Linked DNA regions of Sus scrofa: region 2 is linked to region 1. The links are chromatin contacts, called in public Hi-C maps. All regions are on one chromosome and are shown on one strand. The core of a region is the stretch at or near the end of the contact, and the rest is flanking DNA. Distances in the headings are between cores, read along the strand shown.

Region 1 (5,522 bases), core at 814-3,313:
GCAGGCCGTGGAGTTGTGCACCTGATTGGGGGAAGGAGCAGCCATCTCGGGTCACCACTCCCTGCTTTCAGCCCTCAAGGCTCGCTCACTGCCTCAGCTGCAGCAGAGTCCCCCAATTCCTGTTCAAAACCTGTGAAGGGATTGAACTGCTCCAAGCTGTGGTGTTTTTTCTTCATTTGACCTTTCTTTTTCCAGGTCATAGTTGTCATAGTTGCCTTTGGCCTGGAAAAAAAGTGGTTTAAACAGATAAGTGCTCTCTATAAATAGTGGCTCTCCCATTACTCTGGCTGCAATTTAAGTATTTGAGGAAGGGTGTTTCTATTTTGATTTTACAATGTTGGTTTGTTTGTTTTTTTCATCACTAAAAGACATTACTCGGAAAAGCTGATCTGAAAGCATTTCCACTTTTATTTTGATTTCATTTGGAAATAACTGCCTTCTTAATCAGTCTCTTCTGCTGTAAAACAACATGGTGAAGCACATATATGAGTATTAGAATAAATGAAAGCTAAAGAAGTGTTCTTTCTCCTTCCCTACCCACCACTCCCAGTTTTAATGTATTAAATCATTAAAGTTTCTGTTGGCCTGTCTTTATTTACTAGTATTAATTTAGTCTCACTTTCTATAATATGAGCTCTTTTGACATGTTAATCCAATTATTTTAATCTTTTGTTCCTTAAAACTAATTCTGAATCAAGAATTTCAAATAAAAACAGGCAATGATTAAAATCTGAATTGCCTCTAAATGTTTGATGAGGTACCAACATGAGTTGACAGTTGGGCCACTGACCCAGCTGGAGGGAGGCCTGCTTGCAGGTGCCGATCCAATCCTGTGCTTAGAAAAGAACTCTTCTGGGGGCTCCCTAAGAATATAGGGAGAAATGAGGTTCTCTGACCCCTGGGTGGGGATGGTCAGGCCCAGCAGGGTATTCCCTTGTTCCTACTTGTCTGAATGGAGCTCCCCTGCAGGACGATGGACCAGGGTTTACCCACATGTCCTAAGAATGAGCAAAGGTCATCATGGTGACCAGGGCTGGGCCCTCTGGTCCATACCACTGGCAATGAATGTGACCTACCTGACTGTCCACTTAAGGGGTCCTGGGGTCACTGGCAGAAGTCAAAGCCCTCCTTAGCGGGTAGACAGCCACAGTTTGCTGGATCACATCTGCTAACAGGTCATTTTATGCATAATGATTGTTAATGGAGCATGATTGTCCTGGGTTTTTGTCTTCTCTGAGCAACATCCACTGTGTAGACAAGGAAAGCCCTCCTGGTCCTTTCCTGGAGGCACACTCCCTGCTTGGGCCACAGGTGGACCCCATTGGTAGGTCTTCTGGTGACACAGTGGGGTGTTGTCTGTGGGCATGGTCGTCACTGCCGTACCCCGGCCTGCAGCTGGCCATAAACGATGTCTTCTCCGAGCTTGCTCTGTGAGCCAGCTTTCCCACCTGACCCAGTGTCACTCCCCAGGGAGCCAGGCATCCACCTTGCAAGGGGCCCCAGGGCCTGTACAAGGTTGGCAGGAGATGGAGAACCACCATCTGCAGCGGTGTCGCAGGCCCACCAGACTACTCCCCTTCGCTGTCATTGTCTCCTGGGCATCTGTGAACAAAGGTCCTGTCTCCCCAGACTCAGTGAGCATCGCCCCTAACACGACATCCGGACACCCACCCGCAGGGCTTGCTTTCCCCTCCGTGGCCTCATAGCCCGGCACATCCTGGACACTGGCGAGATTGCTGCAGCCAGAGACCTGGCCACGAGGCGCTGATGCCGGTTTGTGCTTACGAAATGTACAGGTCTTTTATGAAAATAAAGTTTCTGTTAAGAACCCGTCTGAACCGCGTGGTTCCGTCAGAAACGGCCTCTGTAGCCCAGCGCTTGCGGGCCAGAGCTGACGGCCGCTGTCACCACCTCAACGCAGCTCTGCGACCCGGGCGGCGCGCTCCGCTTACACCGGCCCTGCAGGCCCCGCCCCGGCCTCTAGGTCCCACTCCCCGCCCGCCCTCGGCTGTTATTGGCTGCTAACCCGGACGTCCTGTTCACCCGGCAAGCGGTGAGATCTCGGGGCTCATTGGTTCCTCCACCGTCAGTCACACGGCCCGCGGGCTCAGGAGGCGGGCTCAGCAGGCTCCTGGACATGGCGGAAGGCGGAGGCTGGCAGGTGATCGGTGGAGGTGCCGCGTCGGGCGGTGACTGGGTTCGGGAGGGGCGGACCGGCGGACGGTGACCGGGTTCGGGCCGCGCGGGGCGGGCACTGCGTCCCCGCTCACTCTCGGGTCCCCGCAGCCACCACGCCCGTGTGAGGCCTACCGAGCGGAGTGGGAGCTGTGCCGCAGCGCCGGGCACTTCCTGCACCATTACTACGTCCACGGGGAGAGGCCGGCCTGCGGGCAGTGGGGACGCGACCTGGCCAGCTGCCGCGAGTGGGAGGAGCGCCGCAGCGCCGAGGCCCAGGTGAGGCCCAGGTGATCTGCCTCGCCTGCAGAGAGTGGTTCTGCCGAACTCTGGAAGACGAGGACCAAGCCCAGCGGCGTCACCCAGCCGGGGGCACAAGAAGGCCTGACGCTGCAGGGAACAGGGGCCGGGCCGCAGGGGCTGCGGTGAGGATAGACCTGGCAGACTTTAAAAGAGGGGCTAGATCCTAGCCTCCACGCATGCTGGGACGCCTGCTTTGATTTACATCTTTAAAAGATCAGTGTGGCTGCCAGGGTGAGAGAATATAATGGTGGAGGCGTGGGAGACCAGTCAGGAGAGAGTTCTTGTCCATTCATTCAGCAGACACTGAACACTTTGGAAGGTCACAGCCCCTGTCCTGGCTCCTACATCCCAGTCTAGGATACAGGGGTGCCTTGGAGCCGGAGGGTGGGGGTAGGGGATGGAGTGAAGCTGTGAGTGGGCAGTGCTCATGGGGAGTTGGGGGTTTTCGGGGGAGGGAGCCAGCAGGACTAGTGTGTGTAAAAGAAAATGATGCCAAGTCTTGATAAGTGGAAAGTGGGAAAGATAGTTGTAGTTTCTATGGGAAGAATGCTGTATAATATTTTAAAGGTAGCTGTCATGTATCACTAAGAAAAATGGAAATGATTTTAGAGTAGAAAAGCAGGCAAGGAGCACAAAGAAATTCATTCTAAAAGGAAACCAAATGGTCTGGTATAGGATTGAAATGACAGTAAGTGGTTTCTGCCCAGTGGAATGTCCACAGGGGTTTGCAGAGTCAGGCACTTGGGCAGTGCTGATGGAATGTCAGGAGTTCTGATTATCTAAATGTCAAACACATACCTTTTAACCCCACAATTTTAACTCTGAAAGTTTATCCTAAGGAAGTAATTGGGTAACAAATTACAGGTTCAAAATGTGCATAGTGTCACTGTTTGTAATAGTGCAAAGACTGAAAGTGTCCTAAAGCCCAGTAATAGACATTTGACCAGATGATGTCTTCTCCATCATGGAGTATCACACAGCTCTTAAGAACAGGTAGTAATCCATCCCCATGTGCAGAGATACCCACAGTATGTCACTTAATGAGAAAAGCGAGATGTTCACTAGCCAGATTATTCCTTCCTTGGGAAACGTAATAGCTCTAAAATTTAGGCCTCAGATGGTATTGGGGAAGCTGTTGATTCACTGCAGAGATGGAGATCTAGGAGTCTTCCACATTGACTCTGTGTTTTTTATTTTTATTTTTTTAGGGCAGCACTGGCAGCATATGGAAGTTCCCAGACTAGGGGTCAAATTGCAGCTACAACTCCTGGCCTATGCCATGCAACTTGGGATCCAAGCCACGTCTGTGACCCACAGCACAGCTCATGGCAACGCCACATCCCTGACCCACTGTGCAAGGCCAGGGTAGAACCCCAATCCTCATGGATACTAGTTGGATTTGTTTCCGCCTCTCTACAACGGGAACTCCCCTCTGATTGTTTTTTAAATGAGATCAAAAACATCCCATATGAGACAGTAGGACTTGAACGAAAACAGGTGGAGGTGAAACTACACTTAAAGCAGCCAGCACAGCGCCTGCACCCAGTAGGCCCTGTCCTGGCTGTTATTGGTGGGAGTGGAACCTGTTGCCTGTGGGACTCCAGGCGTGTGTCCCTAGCATCACCCTTCCTCTAGCCACTCTTTCAGGCTGTCTTCTCCTGCTTAGCCCACAGCTGGTCCTAGCAGGTGAGTCTGGTAAGGTCAAGGGAAGGCATTGCACCCTGAGGCCCAGGAGGAAAGTTTTAAAATTTCCTTGAGAAGTTCCCGTTGTGGCACAGTGGAAACAAATCCGACTAGGAACCATGAGGTTGCGGGTTCAATCCCTGCCCTTGCTCAGTGGGTTAAGGATCCAGTGTTGCCATGAGCTATGGTGTAGTTGTGGTTGCGGCTCGGATCTGGCATTGCTGTGGCTCTGGCGTAGGCCAGTGGCTACAGCTCCGATTAGACCCCCTAGCCTGGGAACCTCTATATGCCGCGGGAGCAGCCCTAGAAAGGCAAAAAGACAAATAAATAAATAAATAATGTCCTCGAAGAGTTTCCTTCGTGGCTCAGTGGTTAACGAACCCAAGAAGGAACCATGGTGTTGCAGGTTCAATCCCTTGCCTTGCCGTGAGCAGTGGTGTAGGTTGCAGGTGTGGCTCAGATCTGACATTGCTGTGGCTGGGGCGCAGGCTAGCAGCTATAGCTCCAATTCAACCCTAAGCCTGGGGAACTTCCATATGCCACAGGAGCAGCCCCAAAAAGCAAAAAAAAAAAAAAAAAAAAAATCCTTGAAAATGGTTATCTGCACAGCAGGTTTTTGCGGTAGCTCAGGAGAAGAATGAGCATCTTGGATGTGTATGTGCCAGGTGCTCACCAAGGTTTCCTGGGCATTGTCACGTGTGTGGCTGGTGCGGAGAGTGGACATGTACAGGGAGCACGTGAGGCTGAGAGTGACTGTGACCACTCTCCTTTGCAGCGGTCCCTCTGTGAAAGTGAGCGGGCGAGAGTCCGGGCTGCGCAAAAGCACCCCGTAGTGTGGACCCCCAGGCGGAGTCCCCCCACAGACTGGCACCTCCCTCTGCCTCAGGACAAGGATGGGTGACACCCTCACAACTTTCTCCGCGGGACCGGCCTCAGCAGTCTGGTGGGTCCCTCCAGACACCAGAGCCCTGTCTCTAGCCTCACCCATCCTCATTTGTGTTCAGGGGGCCCGGCTTCTGCCCCCAGGAAGACAAGCACCACCACATCTCCCTTTGGGCAATGTGGCCAAGCCTGGGAACAGCAGCACAGGTGGTGGTTCTCCTGAGGTCTGGACTTCTCAGGCTGCTGGCCTGACCATGGTTTGGTAATGGCCACTCCCTCAGCTCCTTTGCAGTTGCGGGTAGGCTGGTATTGCCTCCTCAGATGATGAATAGGCCCCTTGGCCATGGACTTTGCTCCAGAACACACAGTCTTGTGTTAAAAGGATTCATGGACTCTTGGCTTAAGACACCCAAGCCCAAAACACATGGAATTTTAGTCTCCTTCCTTCTGAATTCCCCTGGTCATTTTTAGAGTATGGA
Region 2 (5,522 bases), core at 1,157-3,656, 290 kb before region 1:
CTCTGCCTGACCCCAGAATACTTGTGCCCTTTCACACCCACCAGTCTAGTGCTGGCCCCTTCTCGCCACGTGCAGGTGCCTAGCCCTCCACACCCACACCAGAACCTCTTGGGGCAGGACCTGCCTGGCCTCCAGCTCTGGCTCCAGGGGCTGTGCCCCCCATGCTCAGCATCCCTCAGCACCAGGCATTGCCCAGCCTGTGGGGGAGCTGAGGTAGCCACCCCATGCTGGTTGGGCAGGGAGGCCATGATGGGCCAGAGTGTCCCAAACCACTAAGTGTCCCTTTGACAGCCCAGGAGGGATGAGGTGGTGGCCATCAGTGTTGAGCTCAGTGAGGGCTCCAAGCCCCACCTACCTGGGGACAACGCAGTCCCACTGGTCACCATTTGGTGCTGGCCGAGCAGCTGGCTCTGAGGGATGGACAGACTGGAGATGGGGGATGGGGGATAGGGGCACAGGGGCCGCACGACAAGGATCAGGATGGGTAGGGGAGCCGCACGGCCACTAGGCTGTCCTCCTCCTGCCTCCCCAGCCCTGGGCCCTCTCAGCCCAGGTGTTTTGGTCCCTAGATTCACCCTCCCTGCCACCTTGCCACCTGGTGGGACCCTGGCCACTCCCTCTGCCCAGAACCCCTCTCCTTCAGAATCCATGCTGCCTGGGCCCCTGAGCCCCCTGCTCCCCATCATGTCCTGACCTCAGGCGGGCCAGCCCAAGCCACTGGGCCCCCATGGCAGGGCTCAGCTGGGGAACCTGGCTCTTCAGGGGCTGAGGCCCATTGACCTAGCAGCCATGTGTAAGGCTCACCTCTAGCAGGAGCGTGTCTGGCAGGTACCGGTCCTTCCAGTGGTCAAGAAAGACCATGTCCAGCGTATCCACATCATATTTCTTCTTCAGCTGAGGGATGATGTCCTGGGATGCCCCGACGACAACGGTCACCTGGAAGAGCCCTTGTCAGTGTCCGGCCCCCAGGGCAAACAGCCCACCCAAACCCCATGCATGCCCACTGGCAATTTACTTTGGGGTTCTGGGAGACAGGTCCTGGCTCTGCCCGTTCCTCTGGGCAGTCTCAGGTCTCCTGCTCTGTAAAACTGGATGCCAGCCAGCTGGGTAAATGTGGCCTCGCTATGACCCAGCCCTCCCTGCTCTCCTGGTCCCCCAGAGTCTCAGTGTCCACATCTGTCATCCCTGGGACAGCAGCGTACCCTGTCCTGCAGGCCTGCGAAGTCCACCACCTGCTGGGCGATGGCAGCATTGTCAGGGTTAAGCTCGATGGTCAGCAGCCGGGCGCTGGGCAGCAGCAGGCGGGCCATGCGCACAGCCGAGTAGCCACAGTAAGCCCCCAGCTCCAGCAGCACAGAAGGACGCTGCTCCTGCACCACAGTGTCCACGATCTGGCCTGCGGGGGTGGAGATGAGCAGGCAAAGGGGCTGGTCCACTCCCACTCCTGGCTCAGCTCCCTCTCCACTGAGAGGCAGCCCCTCTCAACTCCAGCCCGTCAGGCCTTTGTGCTTTCCACACATGCTGTTCCCTCTTTCCCACCATTTTGGGTGACTCATGCTCATCCTGAATCAGAGCTGCCCTCTGTGGAAACCACACCCCACTGTGTCCTCAGGTGGCACTCAGAGCCTCCCAGCTTCCTTGAGCCAGACACTGTCAGAAGGTCCAAGGGGGCCAGACCGTGGCTATTACATCTGTCATCAGGGTCCAACTTCTGGGTACAGGGGGCATGTGACCCAGGCTAGAGGCCAAAGGTCAGGAGGTGGCCTGGGGGAGGGCCTGGAATCTGCACCAGGCAGGGTCCAAGGGTTGCTATATGCCTTCATGCCCAGCCAGAACACCCAGGAGGCACTGCCCGCCCTGTGCCAGCACTGGCTCTGCCAGATGGCGTGAGAGTGCAGGGCTCCCAAGGAGACTGCTGTGGCCTCTGGCCCCTGTGAGCAAGGCCACCTGGAACAGCACCTCCAGGGGCTTATCATCAAACATCCCTCCCTCTGCATGGGGACAGGGTCACGCGTGTCAGGGCCTGAACCTCACCGGGGTGTGGGAGACTGGGCCTCAGCCCACACCGGGGATCATGGCAACCATGGCCTCTCCCGTGCTGGCTGCCACACTGCCTACCTTTCTTTCTGCCCACGTGCATGGCCCACTCCTTCTGAGAGGAGTAGGTGTCGATGGTGTCCAGCACGCTCTCTGGGTCCCCCGCCACTGCGTGCTGCAGCACATATTGCAGAATGCGCTGTTCCTTGCTGCTGCCCATGAGGAGGTTCCTGACGGGAAGCAGGATAAACTCTTCCCAGGCAATGAAGATGAGAGAGCACTTCGGGTGTGGCAGCAGCCACAACAGTGTCAGCAGCACCAGGACCAAGGAGCAGACTGCCAGCAGCAGGGGCAGGGCCTCTAGCATCTGCGAAGGGGTGGGGCGAAGGGGAGGGCAGAAGGCTAGGGCCAGGCAGCCTCACGGCCCCCTGGGAGCACCACGCCCCTTGGCTTTAGCGACTGGCTCTCCTGGCTGATCCACCATCCCACTTTGGGAGTGCTGCTCTGCCCCTTTGTGCTGATGGGGCCAAAGGTTCAGAGGCCAGCCAGATGCCAGGTTGCCAGCTCCCAGTGAGCAGAGCCCCACCTGCAAACCACTTCCTGCTGCAGCCATGCCCCAAGTGAGAGCAGGTTCATCTTTCATCTAGCTGTCCTGCTGGGGGCTGCCAGTCACAGCTGCCCCCACCCCCAGCTGCCTCTTACCTTCCCTGGCAGCCTAAGGACATCACTTTCAGGGGGCCCTCTCCTGCACTCTCTGGCAAGGGCCCCTCTGGGCAATTGTCTGGGGCCCCAGTCAGATGAGCTGGTACTGGAGCAGAGGGTTAAGACAAAAAAGGATTAAATACCAAGAAAGGCGTGACGCTTCCTCTGGGACCCGTGGTCACTCAGGTCATACACAGGGAAAGGCCAATAGTCACTCATGGGGTCACACAAAGGGAAGGACCTTGGAAAGCCAGCGGCCACACAGGACCCTGCTCTCTGAGAAGCTCCCATCTCAACAGCAGGCAGGCCAAGGGTCTTAGAGGGGAGACCCTCCGGCACAGCACAGGACTGTAGACCCCAACACCCTAGACCATGAGGAGGAGCTTGGCAGGCAGAGCAGAGAATGAACAGGGAGGCGTGGACAGTGGCCTGTTTAAATGGGACAGAGTAAGCAGGGGTGAGTGGGTCAGAGTGGTCCCGCCAGCTCTCCCCCTGCCCCACTCTGGCCAGATGGCTCCACCCCCACACTCTTCCTCTGAGCTCAGCAGCAAAGGATGGATCTTTTTTGTGTGTGTCTTTTTAGGGCCATACTCCTGGCATACGGAAGTTCCCAGGCTAGGGGTCAACTGGCTACACTAAAGCCACAGCAATGCGGGATCAAAGCCGCATCTATGACCTACACCACAGCTCATGGCAATGCCAGATCCTTAACCCACTGAGTGAGGCCAGGGATTGACCTTCGTCCTCATGGATACTAGTCAGGTTCGTTAACCACTGAGCCACAACGAGAACTCCTTAGGGGGGTTTTAAGGGGCTTGCCAAGCACACTTTCCAAACCTGCTTCTTGACAGAAGAGAGGGGAGGGGCAAAGCTCTGAGCAGAATGCTATTATCTCCTGACTCCCGCCTCACGGCAGGGGCCTCCTGGGAGGGACAGCCACAGAGGTCTGGTTGGGTCTGTATGAGGCCACCACCAGTGACACTTTAGCATCATGAGAGCCTGAAAGAAGTTGAGGAAAGTTCCTGTCATGGCGCAGTGGAAACAAATCTGACTAGGAACCATGAGTTGCAGATTCGATCCCTGGCCTCACTCAGTGGGTTAAGGATCCAGCGTTGTTGTGAGCTGTGGTGTAGATCGCAGACACGGCTCGGATCTGGCGTTGCCGTGGCTCTAGCATAGGCCGGCAGCAACAGCTCCAATTAGACCCCTAGCCTGGGAACCTCCATATGCTGTGGGTGCGGCCCTCAAAAGAAAAAAAAAAAAAAAGAAGTTGAAGGAGACACATAAATGAAAACACATCCGGAGTTCCCATTGTGGCGCAGTGGTTAACGAATCCGACTAGGAACCATGAGGTGGCGGGTTCGGTCCCTGCCCTTGCTCAGTGGGTTAAGGATCCGGCATTGCCCTGAGCTGTGATGTAGACTGCAGACGCGGCTCGGATCCTGAGTTGCTGTGGCTCTGGTGTAGGCCGGTGGCTTCAGCTCCGATTCAACCCCTAGCCTGGGAACCTCCATATGCCGCGGGAGTGGCCCAAGAAATAGCAACAACAACAATAACAAAAAAGACAAAAAGACAAAAAAAAAAAAAAAATTCCACATTTACGGACTGGAGACTGACACTGTCAAGATGTCATCATTACCTGCGGAGACCCTCAGACACAATGCAACACCCACCCTGAAGGTCATATGGAGTCTTAAGGGACCCACATGAGCCAAAACAATTCTGGAAAAGAATGAAGCTAGAGGACTCACACATCCTGATCTCGAACCTACCATGAAGCTACTGCAGTGTGGTTCTTGCACAAGACCAATGGACAGAACTGAGAGGCCAGAAACAAACCCTCACATTGGTGTTTACAAGGTGTCAGGACCCCTCCATGGGAGAGTTCACAGTTGGCTCTGGGACAACTAGAATTCCACCCACAAGAGGGCGTACCTCACACCACATACAAAAAATAACTCAAAATGCACCCAAGACCTGACTTGAAGAGTGAAATCACAAAACTCTTAGAAGAAAACACAGTAAATCTTCATGGCCTTGAATTTGGCAATGGAATCTTAGAGATGACACCAAAAGCACAGGCAACAAAAGACAAATAGATACATTCAATTTCACTAAATTAAAAACTTTGTACATCAAAGGACACTATCAGGAGAGCCAAGGACCACCCACGTAGTGGGAGAAAATAATCTGCAAACCACATATGTGATGCGGGTTAAAATCCTGAATATATAAAGAACTCCTACAACTCAAAGACAAAGAGATGGCAACCCCACTAGAATATGAGCAAAGGAACTGAATAGACATATTCCCAAAAAAGACAAACTGCTGACCAATAAGCACGTGAAAATATGCTCGGCAGCACTGGTCACTAGGGAAATGCCAATTAAAACCACAAGGTACCACTTCACACCCATCAGGTTGACTGCCCCCCCCCAAAAAAAAGGGACATGCAAGCATGGGTGGGATGTGGAGAAATCAGAAACTCATGCACGTCTGATCGGAACATAGGACGATGCAGCTGCTGTGGAAAACAGTTGGCAGTTCCTCAAAAAGTTAAATATAGAGTTACATGTGATCCAGCAATTCTACTTCTGGGTGTGTCCCCAAAAGAACTGAGAGCAGGGACTTGCACCTAAACTTTGTCCACCGTACACTCACAGCAGCAGGAGTCACAGTGGCCAAGAGGTGGAAACAGATGAACGGATGAAGGAAGCCCTGTCAGCGGCCACTCATCATTAAAATGAATAAAGTGCGGGTTAACACACCACAAGGAAAGCAGT

Evidence for each region. Hi-C and Micro-C count contacts between places; a contact is called where the count stands out from the background.
Region 2: a Hi-C map of liver shows a contact between it and region 1, with 4 times the contacts expected there. The contact joins the promoter of COMT here to the promoter of C14H22orf39 in region 1. A contact is called at or near these places in 1 of 5 promoter capture datasets (liver), 1 of 47 Hi-C or Micro-C datasets (liver) and 1 of 2 datasets of contacts at active chromatin or transcription factors (alveolar macrophages).

Annotation. Positions count from the first base shown.
Region 1 is chr14:51,108,926-51,114,447 of Sscrofa11.1, reverse strand. C14H22orf39 (UPF0545 protein C22orf39 homolog) reads left to right here and starts at 2,063. Exons shown (of 3, transcript XM_001929616.6): 1 at 2,063-2,161; 2 at 2,287-2,454; 3 at 4,937-5,522. The coding sequence starts at 2,138. The coding sequence ends at 5,062. It overlaps UFD1 (ubiquitin fusion degradation protein 1 homolog), which reads left to right. Exons shown (of 12, transcript XM_001929622.7): 12 at 1-590.
Region 2 is chr14:51,395,223-51,400,744 of Sscrofa11.1, reverse strand. It overlaps COMT (catechol-O-methyltransferase), which reads right to left and starts at 2,406. Exons shown (of 4, transcript NM_001195330.2): 1 at 2,119-2,406; 2 at 1,203-1,396; 3 at 805-936. The coding sequence starts at 2,404.